2 separate regions of the Bombyx mori genome follow, and region 2 is linked to region 1. A link is a contact called in public Hi-C data. All regions are on one chromosome and are shown on one strand. The core of a region is the stretch at or near the end of the contact, and the rest is flanking DNA. Distances in the headings are between cores, read along the strand shown.

Region 1 (5,919 bases), core at 2,319-4,818:
AAAGAAACGCGATAAAACATTATTATATAATGTCCCTGTAAAATGATGGTAGCGTACTTAGACTTCAGTAGGCTTTTAACGGGAAGCTGTGAAGCCACATCCAGTAACTTTATTTCATTTTCCAACACGTATGCAACAACAACAGTCCATTGTTACATGTCTCAACCAGAAGAAACAATAAATTAACAAATAAAACATTTCTTATTATTATTGCCTAAGCAGGCAGACGAGCATACGACCGACTTGATGCTAAGTGGTTACCGTCCCTGGCCGTGGGGGTAGCGAAGCTGCTGCAACGGCCGCAACGCACTATCGCGGTCAGGGTCATCCGTGGTTATCGCACCATCTCTTTCGAGGCGGCGTGTGTACTGGCTGGGACGCCGCCTTGGGTCCTGGAGGCGGAGGCGCTCGCTGCTGACTATCAGTGGCGGGCTGACCTTCGTATCCGGGGCGTGGCACGTCCCAGCCCCAGTGTGGTCAGAGCGCGAAGGGCCCAATCTCGGCGGTCCGTGCTGGAGGCATGGTCCAGACGGCTGGCCGATCCTTCGGCTGGTCGTAGGACCGTCGAGGCGATTCGCCCGGTCCTTGTGGATTGGGTGAATCGTGACAGAGGACGCCTCACTTTCCGGCTCACGCAGGTGCTCACTGGGCATGGTTGCTTCGGTGAGTTCCTGCACCGGATCGGAGCCGAGCCGACGGCAGAGTGCCACCATTGTGGTTGCGGCTTGGACACGGCGGAGCACACGCTCGTCGCCTGCCCCGCATGGGAGGGGTGGCGCCGTGTCCTCGTCGCAAAAATAGGAAACGACTTGTCGTTGCCGAGTGTTGTGGCATCGATGCTCGGCGACGACGAGTCGTGGAAGGCGATGCTCGACTTCTGCGAGTGCACCATCTCGCAGAAGGAGGCGGCGGGGCGCGTGAGAGACGCACAGGCCCGCCGCCGTCGAGCGGGGGCCAGGGAGGCGGATCTCGCCCAAGCCCTGGCCCTCTAAGTGTTTCGGGTCCCCTTCATATGTCGGTCTGGGGACAGGCGAAGGGGGCCTAAGAAGACGACGTGCAAGCTGCTCTGCACGCGTTTTACGCAAGAGCATCCGGGTGATGGAAGGCCGGCTATCCTCGACCCACGCTGGTTCTGACCCAGCGGGGTATTCCGTAGGATAGACCATTCTAACCGGCGCCATCTAGGCGGGCTCTGGATAGCCTGCCGACCGAGAGGGCTGGTGGTCGTGGCGCCGACGACCGCCGGTCCGGCGTCTCGAGGGGGAGGGTGATGGGAGAGATGTGCTCCGCACTAAACGCTTCACTTTCCCCCCTTTGCCTTTTCATGGGTTCTGTCTCATGCGAGGTTCGGACGCGGGTTGTTGAGCGACAGGAGGTTTTAGTCAGTTCGACTCCGACATGCCCCGCCTTCCATCCCCAGGGGAGGGCGGAAGTCCGGCGATTTCCTCCTGACCAAAAAAAAAAAAAAAAAAGTGGTTACCGTCGCTCATGTACGTCAGCAATGCCAGGGGTAGAGTCAAGCCACTGCCTACCGCACAAGCCTCGTTTCAAGAAGGACATGTCAAAGCGCTCAGGAAACACCGTGAAGGGGAGCTCATTCCAAAGTCGGATGGTACGTGGCAAAAATGATCTCTGGAAACGCACCATGGATGAACGCAGTGGCTTCAGGTAGTATGGACGGACTCTACTCCGGTGGCGGGCGGTGCGATGGTAAATACGAGATGATGGTATCATCTCAAAAAATTCCTCAGAGCACTCCCCATGAAAGATACGGTACAAAATACAAAGAGAACCGAAGTCCTTTCGCAGACCCAGAGGTTCCAACCGATCCGTGAGAATGGGATTATCGACAGTCCAAACGGCTCTCTTCTGTATGAAGTCAAATGGAAGTAGCTGGTATTTGGGAGCCCCGGCCCAGAGATGGGAACAGTACTCCACGCGAGGCTGGACCTGTGCTTTGTAAAGCAAATGTCTTTGTCCAGGCGTGAAGTACCGCTTCGCTCTGTTGAGGACTCCCGGCATTTTTGAGGCCAACTTGGCTTTGCCCTCCAAATTGGACATCGCTCGAAATGTCTACCCCAAGTATACCATTACTCTTGGAAGGTTGCAGGGTAACTCCTTGGAATTGCGGCACCATGGCAAAGGGGTACTTTTTCGCAGTGAACGCGCAAACTTGTGCCTTTAACCTGTGAACCTAGTTCAATTCAACCCACTCGGAGACTCGCTCCAGAGAGCTCTCCACTTCAGACACAAGCTTAGATCGTCTCTCCTGTACCACGATCCGAGAAAGACTCTGATGGCCGATATATCGCGCATCCCCGTATTGTCATCCGCATAGCAATGCATGCCATCAATGGATAGCATGTCCTTGATATACAGGATGAAAACCGTGGGGGAGAGCACCGAACCCTGTTGAACGCCAGCGTTAATGGTCGTGGTATCGGAGCAACAACCGTCTATAACGACAGTGATGCTCCGACCATCCAAAAAGCTAGCGATCCACCTGCAGAGCCCCTCGGGGAATCCGTAAGATAGTAGCTTCGACAGAAGTGCCCTATGCCAGACCAAGGACCACAGTAAGAGCCTCGCCTTTGCTCTCCAAGGCTTCGGCCCACCTGTGATTAAGGTAACTCCAATTTTTTTTCTTATATTTTTTACATTATGGTAATGCACTTATCGCGATGCCAATGTTGCCAGCATTGAGCTTATTATATATTTAATTATTGAATCTCAAAAAAAAACTTTTTTTGATTAAGAAATACAGTGGAATTAAATGAACTTTTTTAAATGAAATGGTGATTGGCATTGACTGAAGAATATGATTTGTGATTTAAACTTTTTTACAGAAAATTTTTGCTAATTAAAAACGATTGAATTTCTTTTTAATATTCCTTAAACTTATGTTTTAATGAATATAAAATGTCATCGCTATTAAAGATGTCAACAAGACAGATTGGAAACGTCAGGTCTCAAAATTTTTTATCTATGAGATATCGTATGAAGAATCTATCTGGACTTATAGGCGGGAACGCGAGGAGTGAAGTTGTGTGATTTATTTTATTTTGTCTATTTAGTTTTTCTTCCGGTTTAAATGTGTAATAATGGTGGTTTATTAACTGTTTAACATCTGTGAAAGTGCACAAATGTGGGAAAATGAAACAAAGCCGCTGGACGTAACTTCTCGGGATCCTCCAAAAAGTTCACTGAAAAAATCTTAGTAAATGACCACCATTTTACTGAGATTTAAATTTATCTCAGTTGATTGCTTCAAATTAATCATCTTCATTTCATTTCATTTTACTTCATATTATCATTTTTCATATAAACGAATATAAATTAAGACTTGACTTAAAGGTCTTAGCTACCAGGTCAAAAAAACCCTTAAAAAATACCAACAGACTGGACTTTTGGCGGGAATGCGAGGAGTGAAGTTATGTGATTATATTATCTATTTAGTATTTCTTCAGGTTTAAATGTGTAATAACAGTAGTTTATTAACTGTTTAATATCTGCCAAAATGCACAAATGTGGGAAAATAAACAATGCCGCTGCACGTAGCTTCTCGGCATCATCCAAAAGGTCCACTGAAAAAATCTCAGTAAATGACCACCATTTTGAGATTATATTTCATCCCATATAATCTCATTTAATTTCACTCCATATTATAATTTTTCATAACATAAAATAATACATGACTTAAAGGTCTTAGTTACCAGGTCATAAAATCCCTTAAAAAAACCACCATACTGTGATTCTGAATTACTGTATAACTAAACTTTTTAAAGGGTAAATCTTAATCACCCAGTTTTTTTTTAAGAAGCAGAATTTATTTTTGAACCATTTTGTAATTTTTTTAAGTTAAGAATATTATTCAATCATTTATAACAGCCACTTTGATTTTGATACACTATAATTTGAAATACGTATGTTGACGCCATTGCTATCTGTCAAAAACAGCGATCAACGATCCAACCCGCTTGTCTCGGTTTCGGATCGATGTTCGGCCCTTTACTGCGACGAAGTATACTTCAAGGTTCAGCATCACGAACTTGGAATTGTTTAACAAATTTTACTCAACTACTTTGGTGTAAATTAAAACATTTACGTGAAATCAGGGTAAGTTAAAACTTTAGTCAACATAAATGTCACATCAGTGCCTAGGGCTCCACTGGAGTCACGGAGAAACCAACATGGCGTCCTCATGTAAATAACTTATGACATTTGATGCATTGGCCACATGAATCGCAATTATTAGTTAAAAACATCGTTTATTTGAAGCCACACTAACTGATAAGAGTGACGATAATTTCAACAACATTTAAGTTTATTGTTTAGTGCTGAATTCAAATTAAAAAGAATCGATTGTCTTCAAACATTAAACTGGTATATTTTGCATTTCTCTACTTAGAAACTTGATGTTCAATAGATAAATTGAACATGCTAGAAACAGGCATGGAGACGACGCAGCTTGCATGCCACATCAACGCTACCATATTAAGTTACCACACATTTCTTATTTGGTTCATATAATATTCACAAAGCAGATAAAATTTTATTTCATTTATTTCAAATGCAATCTTATGAAATGGCCATAAATGCATCACTAAATTGATGAATTAGTGTTTTAAAAATAGTACTATGAAATTGCAATACTGCATGTTGGTTTGCACTCTCATGAACCCTTGACTAGTTTTGTCAATGGTCTAAAAGATTTATGTTTTTCAGCTTAAACTGCTTGGATACGAGTTTTGATATCCTTGTTAATGGTAAGTGGAGGTACATCTTGTACTTTCCTTATAATGTGACTGTCAAAAACATTTTATTAGATACAAGATTTGTTATTGAAAATAATAAGGTTAATGAACAAAGATCTCTTTAAAATTTAATTTCTTTGAGAACAGGAAGTATAGTAAATCTTGGCCAGGTTTTTTTAGAAAATAAAACATAAGTTTCCACACACAAGATCATTTATTTCTTACTGACATTAAGTTATCATCTACTCTTGTATGGTTGATTACTTAAGTGTTTTATTTTATAGGTCAAGTTCCAATTTTACAAATATACCATATTAATGCCCTTTAGTATACATCTACATAGTAACAAATAAGATATGTATCTATTTTCTATATAGTTTCATCACTATTAGCTTTATTCTTGTCTATACACATTAGCCTAAAAGTAACAATGCTATTTAAACACAGACAGAAAATTGGATCATAAGATTTTGTTGAAAACAATATTTTTGACAGTCATATTTTTCAGCATGAACTATATGGAATGGCTTGCTTATTGCATAACAAATGCGTTTCATTATAACAAATAAACTCTGAATATATTATGTCAAGAAAATCTAAAAAGGACATCTAAAGACATAAGAAGAATACTACTGAAATTTATTCATCTATCATTATTTTGTATTAATTATAATTTTCGTCAAACAGTATTTCAGTTCATATTTTTAGTTATTAAATAGTCATCAAAATTTTGTTAAAAAGTTAATTTACATCAGGGGTTCCCAAACTTATTTTGTCACTGCCCACTTTGAGAATAAATTCATTTTTAGCACCCCCATTTTTCATCTACTGAAAAACCACTATAGTGAGAGCTCAGTTAAGAGTAAAGGTCCTCCTGAATGACATTATAAATCACCTCCCAAGCCTCTATAGACAACGTCCCCATTCTTTTTCTGGGTCTCTGACCGCCCCCCTTTAGGCCTGCAGCGCCCACAAGGGGGCGTTATCGCTTACTTTGGGAAAGACTGATTTACATGGTAATTTAAAAAAAATTATAAAAATCTGAATGATACTTTTCATGACCAATACAATCAAGAATCAATACATTTCATGACCAAACCTTTTTATAGACTAGTAAATGGTGGATTAAAAATTGGAAATTACTTCTTAAATTGTTCATCTGAAC
Region 2 (5,553 bases), core at 1,251-3,750, 45 kb after region 1:
AAACCACAAAGATGACTTTGAGACCAATAGACATAGACCTCCAAACTAGCAATCGAGATCTTATTTCTCCGTTAGCCATAAAAGAAGCTATCTCTAAGTCTAAAATTACAAAAACGCCGGCTTCGTCTCCGACGCGAGATTCGGGTAGACAGAAACAAATATATTTTCCGTCCAGTGACGAAGATGACGATAAAACCCCTGTTGGAGATCTGGTACTGACCGATCGTGAAACGAGACGCAAAGAAATTCAGGGATTGATAATGAAGTATGCGCATTTAGACGAAATGTACGATCGCATTGGAGATAAAAATGAAGTGACGAACGACACGAGTGCCATACGAAAACCGGAGCCCTTAGCTGTTGGAGACGTAGTAGCATTGCCGCCGGAGCTGCGCAGTCGGCATCGTCCCCAGAGACCTCGCCACCAGACGCGGCGCGCGGCAACGCCGCCTGTAAGCACAAGCTAACCGTCTGCGCCTCTGTTTGACGCTAACACAACACCTGGTCCGTCTTGTTTCTACATTCATCTTTAAATATTATAGCAAACTTTGTAAATTCATACACTTTCGTATCAAATACTGAATGCTATACTGAAATATACCAAACTAAGTGACGGTAACGGAAATATTATTGCAAGGATATCGAATCCTAATAGTACGTTTTGGCTTAGAATCGTACCAGTTGAGAAAACGCATCTCCATTAAATAAACTATTTAGGTTTCCCTTTTACGTCCCCCTAACCCTTAGAAATCATTTAGCAACACTAGTCATTGACTAACGATGTTTTTCTTATAAATAAAATAGTGGAATGATAGTGCATGCTTCTTATTTTTAATACAACAAAAAAACTAACATGTACTTTTTGTTTGTTTATGCTATTGTTTTTAAATTCAGAAAAGCAAGGTTTATGATGAAATTTTTCTAGTATTCGTTAGTATAAATAAATTGTAAATTCGAGTGGACACTAAACCTTATTTCCCAACCTGCGTGATTGGTGTTAATGTCAGTATGAGAGAAGTGCGTGCAGTCACCGGCTCCATCCCGCCCGATCCTGTCCCGAAGGGCAGCGCCCGCCCGTCCGTCCTTTAACAGCATGTACCTCGACAGCAAACCAATTGTCGCTTGTCTGACGGGCAACCGTTCCATTGTCTGATTGTTGGGTACAACACACTACTCGGGTCGTGGCGATCGCGTGGCGTGCTCTCCGTGTCGATGTTGGCGGTGCTCGATGTGCGGTGCGTGCGGTGGTGCGTGTGGCGCGCGTGGCGGCGGACGCGGCTCGGCGGCGGCTCCCGGTGGCGACTTCGGCGGCGCAGAGCTCCCGGGCACGCTCCTCCGTCAAGGACGACAAGGACGGACATCTGGTCTACTGGCCCGGCTATGTCATGGGAGCGAGATGTTCGTGTCCACACCATCACTTTACCGACTTACACATTTCACACCCGTTGTTCAATCACACATAGTACACTAACACGGACACACACATAAGCATTCAGAGAGAACACACCAAAATTGAAAAAAACACCTTCCACTTGATCGCGAATGCGTACAATAACATTAAATACGATACACCAATACAGAAAGTCGAAGAATCAGCATTCCTTTTTTTTTTTTCATCTAAATTCACAGCCTTTTGGTGATAAAGAAGATTTTAAATATTTTTTTTCTTTTCTTTTATCAGATCTGAAACAGTTTGTGTCCGTGGTTATAATCATCATTCGTGAAAGTCATGCTGGAATGCTTTACATTGTATTTCCGACGTTAATACAACAGTTGAATTCTTTCAGAGTTTATTCTCGGGAAGAACGATGTCTGAAAATCAATGTAAAATTCCGTCTTGACTTTGTAACCAAGTATAATTGACTAACAGTTTCGCCTTGGTTTCATTGCAGACAAAATCATCGACACGCTCGGCGAGGGCACCTTCGGCAAAGTCGTCGAGGTGAAGGATTTAGAGCTGTAAGTGACGTTTATGCTATTTAATAGAGAATGTAGTATATTGTATAGTAAACTAGCTGACCCGGCAAACGTTGTTTGGCCATATATAAGATTTCTAGGGAATTTCTAGTTGAGTGAAAGAGGCATGTAGCACTGAGATGAAGGAATATAAAAATAACAAAACCTCATTCAACCACATACCTAACACAAAAAAAAAACAAATGTTAGGGGTGGACAACCCTTATCATTTAGGGGTATGAAAAATAGATAGTAGCCGATTCTCAGACCTACTGAAATGCATATAAAATTTAATAAAAATCAGTCAAACCGTTTCAGAGGAGTATGGTAACTAACATTGTGACACGAGAATTTTATATATAAGATTATAATACCTTTTTAAAGGTAAAAAAATATTTACCGTATGTATGGGAACCATTCCCGAAATAATCGCAACGATTATAATTATTTTTGTGTGGACGGCGCGTAATGTAACACAATCAAATTCAAGTGACGCGCGAGGTCGATGCCCCCGTCAGAAGCGAGGGGTGTGCGTCAGCTGCCTTCACTACAGATGGCAGGCTCAGGAAATATGTTCATTATACTAATCTGAGCAATTGAGGTTATAGTTTTATGACCGACCGCTTTATTGTTTTTAAAGGCAATTATTCCTATCGTATGTTCCCTGCAGACTGTCACCTGTACCTACATGGTAAAGGGTCGACTAATGCTGTGACTAGCATTCACTAGCAATGCTAGGGACACAGTCACGTCACCGTCTAGCATTAAAGACTTTTAATCCTGTGTTTCATCCTAGTTGAAGAAAGACATGTTATATGAGGGGGCATCGTGAAGAAAGGAATGACAAAGAATAGGCATTAAAATGCATAGTCGACGAACAAAGCAATTCCCAATAGTAGTGTGGTATTATACTGCAGTATTAGGTGACCATGAGGAATACATCTTCACATTGCATTTTCGTGAACGGTTCATATTGATTACTGAACCGTGTCCTTTAGTAGACGCCCTAATTACATTTTCGTATTAGTGATTGTCGCCTATCTTTGTTTACGTGGTCGAGTGCATGACACATTTCGTTTGGCATCCGCTCCGATAATATTCATAACGCATACATACATGTATGCTTTAATTGTTTACGTCAATTTCACTTGCACACTGCCAGATATTTTCACAGAGACGCTGATAAAAGAAAAAACGTAAACGATATAATTAAATATTTTCAGGGAGCACAGAATGGCTCTGAAGATAATCAAAAACGTCGAGAAGTACAGAGAGGCTGCCAAACTTGAGATTAACGTATTAGAGAAATTAGCTGACGTCGATCCGGATTGTAAGAAGTAAGTCGCGTCTGTTGTTTATTTATTTATTTTATTTATTCAGTTTTAGAGAGGAGATGCATGTGACTAGGAGATGTATGAGAATGGTAGTGTAAGTAATGTAAAGAGATCGACCGAAGAAGACACAGATAGAGTGTGTGAATGACGATATGAGAGAGAAAGAAGTGAGTGTTGAGATGACGGCTGATAGAAGAGAATGGAATAGAAAAATTAGCTGTGCCGACCCCAAAGGGAATAGGTGGAGACAAAGAAAAGATTTATTCAGTTTTATGCACATTATTATTTCTCAACCCCACAAAGATTCTCATCGTTAACGCCCCCGCAACTGGTGTAGGGAGTCCAACACTCATATAAATATTAACCTATCGATTAAGTACATGTATTTTCTACATCGATACCAAGTTTCAACTCAATCGGATGCACAGTTCAGTAGTTATAACGGAACATCCGTAAAAACCACTGTCGTTTTATTATATTAGTATAGCTTTGTATTTAGTTGGAAATTGATCCGATTTTTCATGTAAGTTGTGAGACAAAACAAAAAGGTTGATAATGAAAGGTTCTTGCGGTGTGGTGTAGTGTCGTGTCGGCGAACGTGTCAATATTTGACCTTGCCCGTTTATGTGCGACGTTATGGCTCCGACTGGCGCCGCGCCAACAGGGATCGCGATGTCAACTGGACGCGCACACCGAAATACCACCTCCCCACCGCCGCGCGATCGCAAACTTTCCAGATTCGCTCGTCCCGATATCGAACTAGCGCCCTTGATGTTTACTTCCTCTTTCGTCTATTTACGTACAAACAGTCGAATGATATTATTAGCGTATTTTAGTCGGAAAGGTAGGTAGGTAGGTGAGCGTTTTGCCTACCTATGATACTTCCATAATAATAACAAAACGTCTCCCGTCATGTTATTATAAACAGTAATGTCTATTTCTGATTAGAAACAGTTGTGTTTTTCAGTCGTTTTTACAGAACGTCGAAATTATATTAAAAGCTTCAATATACATTGGGCAATAAAAATCAAAACCGCAAAATTACAATTTGCATAATTACTGGCGGTAGGACCTCTTGTGAGTCCGCGCGGGTAGGTACCACCGCCCTGCCTATTTCTGCCGTGAAGCAGTAATGCGTTTCGGTTTGAAGGGCGGGGCAGCCGTTGTAACTATAGTGAGACCTTAGAACTCATATGTAAAGGTGGGTGCCGATGTCTATATGGGCTCCGGTAACTATTTAACTCCATTTGGGCCGTGAGCTCGTTAACGTATCGAAAACAAACAAAAAAAATTGAATTAGACGTGTGACACCACACAGTGGTAGTAATAATATTATGTGTATTCTATAATACTGAGATGTTACTTTAAGGAATATTTTTGTTTTGATTTTGTTCTTTTTTTGTTTTGTTGTTGTTGTTTGTTATTCTTTTGTTAATGCACCTACCATGCATTATCTCTGCACCACCGTATGGTCGACTGGAAGAGAATGCCCATGGCATTAAGTTCGCCTGTGTACAAGTTTTGTTTTGTGCATAAAGTATAAATAAATAAAAAATGAATGAAAGAAATAATAATGATGTTGGTTTTCGTTTATTTCAGTTTGTGCGTGAAGATGTTGGACTGGTTTGAGTACCACGGTCACATGTGCATCGCGTTTGAAATGCTCGGTCAAAGTGTATTTGACTTCCTGGTGAGTAATCGTTCCTCGCGATAAAACATTATTATTCAACACTTCCCGGGGTGGAATTGATAAATATTTCAGTTATTACTGGACTGCTACTTAAAAGACCAATATTTAAATGTTTAAGCTTACGTTGGTAAAGTTTGTCTTGTATGCTAAAGTGTACTAAAATTTCAATGCAAAACTAAATTAATACTTATTTTAGTGTCGCATATGTTGCGGAAATTGATAACGGATTTTTGAAAAAAGTACCTGTTAAAAATCATTTTAAAAACAAATACAAAAATCAAGAACTAAAACACGTCCGTAACGGTACAGGTCGACATCTAATATATCAAACTGCGCAATAGTCGCTATTCTGACGCTTCCCACTTTATACGCATTAATAGAGTGGGAAATTTCATACTCCTCCGTCCGCGCAATTTTCGTAAAAAGGTGTACAAAGTTTTTGCTTCACGTATTATTAATATATAGATAACTAGCGACCCGCTCTCGCTTCGCTTCGGAAACTGTAATTTACTATCGATTTCTCCACTATTTAATGGATGTTATTATACATATAAACCTTCCTCTTCAATCACT

What was found. Hi-C and Micro-C count contacts between places; a contact is called where the count stands out from the background.
Region 2: a Hi-C map of posterior silk gland shows a contact between it and region 1, with 1.9 times the contacts expected there. The contact joins the enhancer-like site here to the promoter of LOC101737313 in region 1. A contact is called at or near these places in 5 of 7 Hi-C or Micro-C datasets (middle silk gland, midgut, posterior silk gland and 1 more).

The regions. Positions count from the first base shown.
Region 1 is chr6:3,938,472-3,944,390 of ASM3026992v2, forward strand. LOC101737313 (serine/threonine-protein kinase Doa) reads left to right here and starts at 3,569. Exons shown (of 15, transcript XM_062668980.1): 1 at 3,569-4,116; 2 at 4,726-4,766. The coding sequence starts at 4,764.
Region 2 is chr6:3,984,546-3,990,098 of ASM3026992v2, forward strand. It overlaps LOC101737313 (serine/threonine-protein kinase Doa), which reads left to right. Exons shown (of 15, transcript XM_062668980.1): 5 at 1,317-1,398; 6 at 1,893-1,959; 7 at 3,180-3,293; 8 at 4,890-4,980. Among protein-coding and RNA genes, the nearest start is that of LOC100101182, 39 kb to the right of the region's middle. Within about 2 kb of position 2,501, at least 6 of the 8 cell types and tissues checked have open chromatin away from gene starts, as enhancers often do.